Linked DNA regions of Triticum aestivum: region 2 is linked to region 1. The links are chromatin contacts, called in public Hi-C maps. All regions are on one chromosome and are shown on one strand. The core of a region is the stretch at or near the end of the contact, and the rest is flanking DNA. Distances in the headings are between cores, read along the strand shown.

The links. A called contact is a pair of places that touch in the nucleus more often than the background predicts.
Region 2: a Hi-C map of leaf shows a contact between it and region 1, with 4 times the contacts expected there. The contact joins the promoter of LOC123157184 here to the promoter of LOC123160160 in region 1. A contact is called at or near these places in 2 of 5 Hi-C or Micro-C datasets (both in leaf).

Annotation. Positions count from the first base shown.
Region 1 is chr7B:225,684,122-225,689,012 of IWGSC CS RefSeq v2.1, reverse strand. It overlaps LOC123160160 (triacylglycerol lipase 2), which reads left to right and starts at 1,600. Exons shown (of 8, transcript XM_044577971.1): 1 at 1,600-1,854; 2 at 1,949-2,059; 3 at 2,703-2,843; 4 at 2,940-3,050; 5 at 3,156-3,299; 6 at 3,409-3,449; 7 at 3,553-3,632; 8 at 3,732-4,439. The coding sequence starts at 1,684. The coding sequence ends at 4,150. It overlaps LOC123159247 (a long non-coding RNA gene), which reads right to left and starts at 824. Exons shown (of 2, transcript XR_006479582.1): 1 at 664-824; 2 at 1-578.
Region 2 is chr7B:226,121,420-226,126,190 of IWGSC CS RefSeq v2.1, reverse strand. LOC123157184 (uridine kinase-like protein 2, chloroplastic) reads right to left here and starts at 1,795. Exons shown (of 14, transcript XM_044575439.1): 1 at 1,337-1,795; 2 at 1,155-1,246; 3 at 663-732; 4 at 445-563; 5 at 1-9. The coding sequence starts at 1,520.

The DNA.
Region 1 (4,891 bases), core at 351-2,850:
AAAAGTAAAAAATAAATCACGGCGATTACATAACACATGGATACACATTTTAAGCTGATTTGCGCATAACAACAGGGTACATTTTCAGGCCAACACCAGTTAACACATATTCAAACCAAGACATTTGCAGTACCACATGTCTGGTCTGACGGATCTGAATCTAATTGAGACTAGTAACTAAACACACACACAACAAACATTAGCGGTACTACTAACTCGACTTTCGACCCAAAAGCATGACACCAATGGCGCCTCTCACTTGAAATACACGACTGCCAGTGTCCGGACAGACATGCCAAGCAAGAACACAAAGAGCATCAAGATAGTGGCGAGCATGAGCAGCGCAATCCTGGAGAAATCAACAATGGTGCTGGCCTTGGCCGGGGTGACATGCTGGCATCCATTCGAAACAGAACAACCGATGAACTCTGGGACTCCTTCCTGACGCGAGCTCCGGTGTTGCAGGCTAGCAGCCCAGGAGAAGCTGGGGATGGTGGGCGCGGCAAAGACCAAGATCTAACGGAATCCAGCATAGCAGGATAAATCTCTTGCCACTCGGAAAGCCCACACTGACGAGACTGAAAAATAGAAGAACAAAAAATCAAGAACTGCACTAACGTAAAGATGAAGGACCAGATCTGAGTTTGAGATTCAGGAACTCACACTCCAAAGGATGCACCAGTAGTACCGATCACCTGGCTTTTTCCCGCATGGGGTCAGCTCGGTGCCCGGCAGCGGAGGAAGAAGAAGCGGACATGGCAGCGAAAGACCTTGCGCAATGGGGATCCAGATTGACCCGGGAGAGGATAAGGCTGTAAATAAATACAGTTGCCCGCATCGTTGCTTGTCCAGTGGGCCCACTTCGGAAGGAGATAGGCCGGACCAGGTGCTCCATATGCCGGTCCAAGAAATCTCACGTAGCAAAGACCGTACTGGGCCGAGTTAGCTGGGCCTCATAAATGACATCAGACAAACTAGTTTGCCACTATGCAGAAATGAGTGGCCGAGCTGAATACTTGGTCATATACATGCATGATTGTGCATCTCGAGGAAAACCAACCGCTGAGATAATAGTACTATATGGTAGTATGACCCATATTAAATTTTCGCTCCTTAATCATCTATCCACAACAGTACAGGAAGTGCACCCATGTAGTAGCTAGGGTTACTTGACTGGGACATATGTCGATCCCGTTTCACCATTTCAGACTGTCGATCAGTTACCTTCGGAGAGCCCGGTACAGCACTGCAGTTACACACTTGCTAGAATTTAGCAAGACCAAATAGCTTGTGGAAACGCACGTATGCTAAATAAGCGGACGTGCAGCCGTGCAAGCAAGGCAGCATGGCCGGTGCTCATCCCCAGGGCCGAGCTGAGCCAACCAGTTAAAGGTGTCGAGTCGAAGAAAGCAAGAGGAAACCATGCAGGAATCTCGTCCCGCTCACCGGCCGGCCCATCCGTTCACACGCCAGGCGCAGCCCACCTCGCCGGCCGGATCACTCGCCCTGCACTAACCTCGGTCGCCTCCATCCGCGCCACCTTGCTCGCACTTTAAATACCCCCTCGATCGCGCGCACTCGATCAGCACTATCCGCGCACCACCGCCACCACCAAGGCACAGACCACAGAGGTAGCTAGCTAGTGGAGTGGTGGACGCCCCGCCGCGCGCACGGGCAGCAAGCATGGGCCCTGCGGCGGTCATCGTGCTGATCATCCTCTGCGCCGCCGCCGCCGCCGAGGCCCGCGTCCCGGCCGGCCACCTCGCGACCAGGCGGCGCGACAGTGTTCCCGCGGGCGTGGGCGCGTGCGCGCTGGCCGTGGCCCCCTTCGGCTACCCCTGCGAAGAGCACACGGTTCGGACTGATCTTGACACAGATCGATCAGATGTTCCCGTCGTGTTAGAAGATGACCCGCCGTTGATTTATCGACCTGTTGATTGGAGTGTAGGTGACGACGGTGGACGGGTACATCCTGAGCCTGCAAAGGATACCGAGGGGGCGGCGCGCCAGCGGCGGCGGCGCGGGGCAGCCGGTGCTTCTGCAGCATGGCGTTCTCACGGTACGCGTATAGCCCCGTAGACTTCCTCCCATAAGTTAGGATCATCGGGGCATGCATGACGCCAAACACTGTTTCATGATGGATGGCGTCATGAACGCAAGCGGATGCCGCGTCGTGTGGCACAAACTTAAAAGGATGTGATCGGTGCCGTCATGCGTGCCCTTGAGTCGGTAAATTTGACAAATTTAATCTATAGGCGAAATCAAATCATAGAATGAACTATCTGTGAAACTATTTCACGCGGCTGACCTTTTTGTGTGACGCCCGACACGACGGCGCCACACTACACTGTGCAACGCCTTAGAGATAGGCGCTACACGGCCAGCATCGCACCCATGTGTTCAGAAAATTACTAAGTCAGTGTGCAGCGCCTGAGAGCTAGGCACCACACTATACAGTGTAGCGCCTAGCTCTTGGGCGTTGCACTAGTGCAGCGCCTAGCTCCCGGGCGTTGCACTAGTGCAGCGCCTGAGAGCTAGGCGCCACGGGTCAGCCGCGTGAAATAGTTTCACGGACAGTTCATTCTGTGATTTGATTTCGTCTATAGGTCAAATCTGTTAAATTTGCCCCTTGAGTCTGCACGTTTGGGACTTTGGGTGTGACACAAAAATAACGGCGCCGGGGTATGCATGCATGCATGCAGGACGGCATGACATGGCTGCTGAGCTCGCCGGAGGAATCGTTGGCGTACATCCTCGCGGACAGCGGCTTCGACGTGTGGGTGGTCAACAACAGGGGCACCAGGTGGAGCAGCCGCCACGTCTCCCTCGACTCCTACTCCCGGGTACCTACTCCTACTACAGTAGTCAAGGATGGATGGATACCCTGGCCAATTAAATTAGTTGTCCTGATTAATTAACGTTGCACCTATCGTGGGCAGAGGTACTGGGACTGGTCCTGGGACGACCTGGTGGTGAACGACATGCCGAGCTTGGTTGACTACGTCTGCAGCCACACCGGGCAGAAGCCGCACTTCCTCGGCCACTCCATGGTAAGTAAACAAGCCGTTCAGAGCTTTCTCAGTCTCGGCCCATTCCTCCTCCGTTGCTCGTGGTCGACCATGCTGCTTCTGGCACTTATGTACGTGTGTATGCAGGGGACGCTGGTGGCGCTGGCGGCCTTCTCGGAGGGCAGGACGGTGGACAAGCTCAAGTCGGCGGCGCTGCTGACCCCGGTCGCCTATCTGTCCCACATGACCACCCCCCTCGGCATACTGCTCGCCAAAGCATTCGTTGGAGAGGTACCGTACAGCTGAAATGGATGTGTGACGCATCAAATCCGGTCTTCTTCTCAACTTAATTTCTTAGTATAATCTGTGTGATTTTTGTTCCATGTTGACGACCAACCAGCTCATCACGATCCTCGGTGTGGCGGAGTTCAACCCAGTAACGTACGCCATTCATTCTCTCGCTAGTATCTTCAGTTCGGAGACTGATTAAATTCCTGCTTCTTCGGAGCTGGCTGACGCGTTGTTGCTTCATTGTTTGCTGCAGGCCGGCGGTGGCGAGCCTCTTCAAGGAACTGTGCCGCCATCCTGGAACCAACTGCTACGACCTCCTCAGAGACTTCACAGGTACCACTCCCTTAATCAATCTCAATCACTACTTTCTGCTACGCGTGCATCCATCGAGAGGTTACAGAGCTGTGCGTCCATGGCGTGTGTGTACGGCAGGGGAAAACTACTGCCTCAACAGCTCGGCCGTCGACGTCTTCCTCCAGTACGAGCCGCAGCCGACGTCCACCAAGACCATGGTCCACCTCGCCCAGACGTTCCGCGACGGCGTGCTGTCCAAGTACGACTACATGTGGCCGGGCGTGAACGTGGAGAAGTACGGCCAGCCGGACCCGCCGGCGTACAACATGTCCAACATACCGGCGGCCTTCCCGCTCTTCCTCAGCTACGGCGGCCGGGACGAGCTGGCCGACCCCGGCGACGTCGGCCGCCTCCTCGGGGACCTCCGGGGCGACGACCCCGACAGGCTCACGTTGCAGTACCTGGAGCAGTTCGCGCACGCCGACTTCGTCATCGGCACCTGCGCCAAGGACTACGTCTACAACCACGTCGTCTCCTTCTTCAACCGCTTCAACTAGCAACAAGCTCGTCTCCTACAAAGATGGGAGATTTGGAGGGTGAACAGCTACAGTTGCTGCAAGATTACGGAGAAATTACGTTTACATATAGTAGCTGTGAATATGTCAATAGTATGGAAATCTCATAATTACACCAGAGGTGATCGCTATGACTACATGCACCCGTTTATGCACAGGCTGAGAATTACCAGGCGATCCCTGAACTGAAAGTATGGCCACTCGTATAACTGTACTGCGGTGCCAAAGTTTACAAAATATATATATATATACTGGTCGTGCTATTTATTTATAGTGTTGGAGTACGATAGATCGTACTTCCTCCATCCAATTTTATTGTGCCCCCTCGCATTTTAGGTTAAAGTTTGACGACAAATTTCACTAGTGAAGCATACACTATATGTATACCACGAGAAATCTCTTTCAAACACAAATTCAGTGATATAATTTTGTGGCACACACCTCATGTTTGGTTAGTCCTGGGGATGGTCAAAATTTGACTCGTAATAGTACAATACTATAAAAAAAATGAAAGCGCTCAGTCGACTACAATGTACGCGTTACTGTCAGATGTGGATTTGCTAGCCCCGCGTGATTTGCCTTTGTTTTCGTAGTATGTACTGTATAGTCTTTCTTTTGTGTAGCAAACTATATACTGTGTAGACAGGGGCGGAGGCAGGGCGGCTGGGCGAAACCCTAGCCACCGCTGCCTGCACCTGCTCCCCGCCTTCCCCTCCCCTCGCC
Region 2 (4,771 bases), core at 546-3,045, 440 kb before region 1:
TACATTGACCTAACAAAAAAGCCGATGATCTATTCATAAGAGGAATTATGGACCTAGTTAACAATCATAACCATTTGATTTGGCTTGAATTAAGAAAAGGCATCAAACAGAGCACCAACAACACTAGACATCATTGTTTAACACAAGCTCTCGTGTTCTTCTACAGATTAACAATAGAAGAGCTAGGGACATGGTCATACAGCAGATCATTAGCACCTTCGTAAATTGTAGATTTTACTTAAATTGAGGTAGTAAAACAATAATTTCTTAGATTCATGCCTTTCATGTCATCAATTTTCATCTTTTTTTTTGCAGGTTATCAGTTTTCATCTCATCCAGATATTCTACAGAAAACATTTGTATACAAATTTACTCACCAATAACTACATTCACAAAGGCATTATCACTTTCACATAAATGGTTGATTATGCAGTCAGTTATCACCTTTCTAAAGCTCTCAGAGCATCGTCGATGATTCTTGAAATCATATATAGGAATATTAACAGACTGTCCACTCTTTAGCTTTCCCATGCACTCCAGAAGCTGATCAGTATCAAATGCATCTGCAAGCAAGAAAATAAAATCTTATCCTTATGTAAAAAGTAAAGTGGATTCAAACCCCGTGGTAAAAAGAAGGCATAGATTTTCGTCACATCAAGTACCAGGGTGATCAAAGTTGTACTCTTCCACATGTTCAGATTCCTCCTCAGTTAAACCGCGGTAGAACGAATCCTGCAAAGTTGCAACCAAAGCTTAGTTATACTTGCTCCTGGGATGCTTGGAAATAAGGTTTCTGCAATTGGTGGTGTGTACCATGATGTGTTTTAATAGTTGGATCAGATTTAATTCAACAGAAAAATGGATGCGTCTTGGAAGCGATGTAATAACGGATAGTTTGAGTAATAACGGATCGATCCAATTCCCCGAACAAAAGCACCAATAGAACAGTTGGAATCATTTAGTGTAGTAATTAATGTGCGCCATCATCAGAGTAGAGTACAGGATTCCAACTCCACCCACTGATCTCTAAAACTGAACAAACGTAACAGGCACTACACGAGCATATGGACATCGCAGAGCAGCACCAACGGAGGAGATAAAAAAGGCAGAGCAGAAAATAAGCACAATCCGACGGGCAACGAGCAGCAGCTGACCTGGCTGACGAGCAGGACGCGGTGGTCGTGGAGCTGCTGGATGATCATGTCGCACACCGTCGTCTTCCCCGACGCCGTTCCGCCGCACACCCCTTTGAAAACGAACCAAAAGGAAGAAGAAGAAAAAAACTGAAAACAGAACCAAGACGGAGAAACTGCAGGAGAGAGCCGCGGAGGGGTACCGATGACGAACGGCTGCCTGGGCGTGGGGGACGCGAGCCCGCTGGGCGCGGCCGCGGAGGCGTCGGCCGCGCCGTTGCAGGTGGCGGAGGAGGGCGAGGAGGGGAGGGAGGAGGAGAGGCGGCGCGAGTCGCGGCGGAGGCCGCTGAAGTGGGCCCCCACCGCCGAGTCCAGGACGTCCTCCATGGGTCAGCTCCGCGGTCGCGGGCGTGGGCGTGGGCGAGGCGAGCTGGCGATCGCTGTGGCGAGCTCGGAGGTTTTGACACGGGGATGAGGCGGGTTTTGGGTGGGGGAGGGAGGACGGGGACGTGGTGGTGGCGAAAGGAGGACGCTGCGTGGAGCCGGCTTCGCGTGCACCCCGCCGTGAGGCGGCTGGACTCCGTGGACGCGGAGGCGGGCCGGGTCTCTGGACGGCGCACCAAGAAGCGGTGCACGGAGGTTGTGGCGGGCGGAAGAGGAGGGGCATATCATATTTCTCCGTGACGCGCCGGGGAATATGTGGGGTAGATTCTGTTTTTTCTGCGCCTCGCAGCTGCTGGTCCTCCTCTCCTGTTGCTTAGCAGGGGAAAATAAAGCGGATTGCTGGTCCTGTTCGGTGCTCCGATTTTGCTCTCCTTCCATTTACTACTACTATTTCCCTGGTTTCCATTTCTACTCCACAAAAGTTTGTGCGTGTGCTTTCATTGGAGGCTCGCAAGCTGCACCGCTCGATGCACGTTTGACCGACCCGTAAAACGCTGCTTCTGCCTTCGTTTGCCTCCCTCGGTGTGATCGACGCACTTGTCTCTACCCATTTGTTGCGTTGCAGTACAGTATCGTGGTGGTTCGTGGAGCATTACTGTTCCAGCCAGTAAACAACGACTCGCCTTTTTTTGGGGACTGCTGACACGACACTGTGGATAGGACCATGGCAAAAAAGAAACGAGGAGTATGAGTATGACGCGAAGGTGCGGCGTCACGAGGTGCCCAGTTGGGCGCGGATCTGACCGACCCCGTTTAAAAAGTACGTATACTCTGCGAAAAAACGAAAACTATATGGACGAGAGGAGGGGAGAGGGGTCGCTTTAACTTATCAAGCCGGGAAAGTGCGTATACGCGTAACCAGACGAATAAGTTTAGGCTGCTGGCTCTGTCGTGCTCGTCTGAGTCAATGCCAGAGTGATTAAAAATGTAGGACTACATGTCCTCTTTTTCAAGGGGCAGCACTACAAAAAAAATCACATTTTTTTAGAAGAATATTTTTTGCCAGCTGTATGTAACACATGGCGAATCCTATTCTGCAAACATTGAATTGAGGGCTATCTTTTTTTAGATATAAATTTAAGGGGAATCATGTTCTGCAACTTGGTCTCGGAAAGGCGAAGCTGCCCTATTATTGGTCGGTCCAGTGCGGATGCCTTTTTTTCTTTCTTTTTTTTACTGTTTTTGCTCATTTCTTTTGTTTCTCCTTCGCTCAATTTTTTCCCTTTTTTTTCCTGTTCTCCATACATCTTTTCCTACTCCCTCTTTTTTTCCTTTCTATGTGTTTTCTATTTTATTTTTTAAAAACATAAATGTTTTATAAAAAAATCATGGATTTTTATATTGCAGAAACATTTTCGAATTTCAATAATACATTTATTAAATTTTAGTGAAAACTTGAAAATGCGGATTATCTTTGTAATTTGTGAGATTTTCTATTTTTTTAATAAATTCATTGATATTTTATTAAAATCATTAACTTTTCTTGACTCTGTGAAATAAAAAAAAATGTAAAGCTAGCTCAAAACGGGGCATGGACCCGGCTAATGCACATCCTGTGCGTACAGGCGGGCGATAATAAACCAGTTGAGATCAGGCAATGGGCCAGCCCACAGTATCCCATAGTCCCAGCCCATGGGGAGGGGGGGGGGGGGGGGGGGGGGGGGAGCTTGCGCTTGCAGCCTGTAGGCCAAGGCCTGGTAGGAAAGTTAAGTTGACCAAACCTCCCACACTTGAATGACGAAGGAAGTTGTTTGCCTAATCTGCCAGGCTGCAACCGACACTTGGAGACACACACTTCTTGACTTTAACATGTCTAAGAGCGTGTGGTCACTCCGAGATGATGATGATGACTCGTTGCTCCTAGTATGCAGTCACGAGACACCGGACCTGAAACTTCCGTTGCATGGCCTATGCAACACACTAAGCAAAGACAAGTTCATCTCTGCCCTTCCAACTCTTTAAGTGATCTGGTGGGTGCGACAGAAAGCCATTAACAAGCATGAAATCCAAGGCCCCCTGACACTGCACTTGTTCATTGAGCGTTATTTAAATGAGCTACATCAGCTCCTAGGGAAGCACCACATGACCAGACCGCCAAGTGCAAATGCATACAAGACGACACCAGCATGGATACTGCATGCAGTGGGGGAGACTAAACTGAACGGGGCAAATGCCCTTTGAACATGGACTTGGTTGTAAATAAAGTGAGGATATATAGCATCTCACTGTGAGAGTCATCAAGAACCAACACAAGGTGCACCGAGGGGAGGGGTAATGCATGATCTTACAAGAGATAAATGAACGTTGCATGGAAAATAAAAAAAAAAATCTACGCACACGCAAGATCTATTCATGGAGATGCATAGCAACGAGAGGGGAGAGTGTGTCTATGTACCCTCATAGATCATAAACGGAAGCGTTTATTAACGCGATTGATGTATATTGGGGAACATAGTAATTCAAAAAAAAAATTCCTATGATCACGCAAGATCTATCTAGGAGATGCATAGCAACGAGACGGGAGAGTGTGTCCACGTACCCTCGTAGACCGAAAGCGGAAGCGTTTAGTAACGTGGTTGATGTAGTCGAACGTCTTCACGATCCAACCAATTCAAGTACCGAACATACGGCACCTCCGTGTTCAGCACACGTTCATCACGATGACGTCCCTCGAGCTCTTGATCCAATTGAGGACGAGGGTGAGTTCCGTCAGCACGATGACATGGCGACGGTGTTGATGATGTTACCGGCGCAGGGCTTCGCCTAAGCACTACGACGATATGACCGAGGTGTTAGAATGTGGAGGGGGGCACCGCACACGGCTAAGAGATTGTCTGTTCTCCTTTGGGGTGCCCCCTGCCCCCGTATATAAAGGAGGAGGGAGGAGGAGGCCGGCCAAGGGGGAGGCGCGCCAAGGGGGGAGTCCTACTAGGACTCCATGAAGGAAATATGCCCTAGAGGCAATAATAAAGTTATTATTTATTTCCTTATATCATGATAAATGTTTATTATTCATGCTAGAATTGTATTAACCGGAAACATAATACATGTGTGAATACATAGAAAAACTTAATGTCACTAGTATGCCTCTACTTGACTAGCTCATTAATCAAAGATGGTTATGTTTCCTAACCATAGACATGAGTTGTCATTTGATTAATGGGATCACATCATTAGGAGAATGATGTGATTGA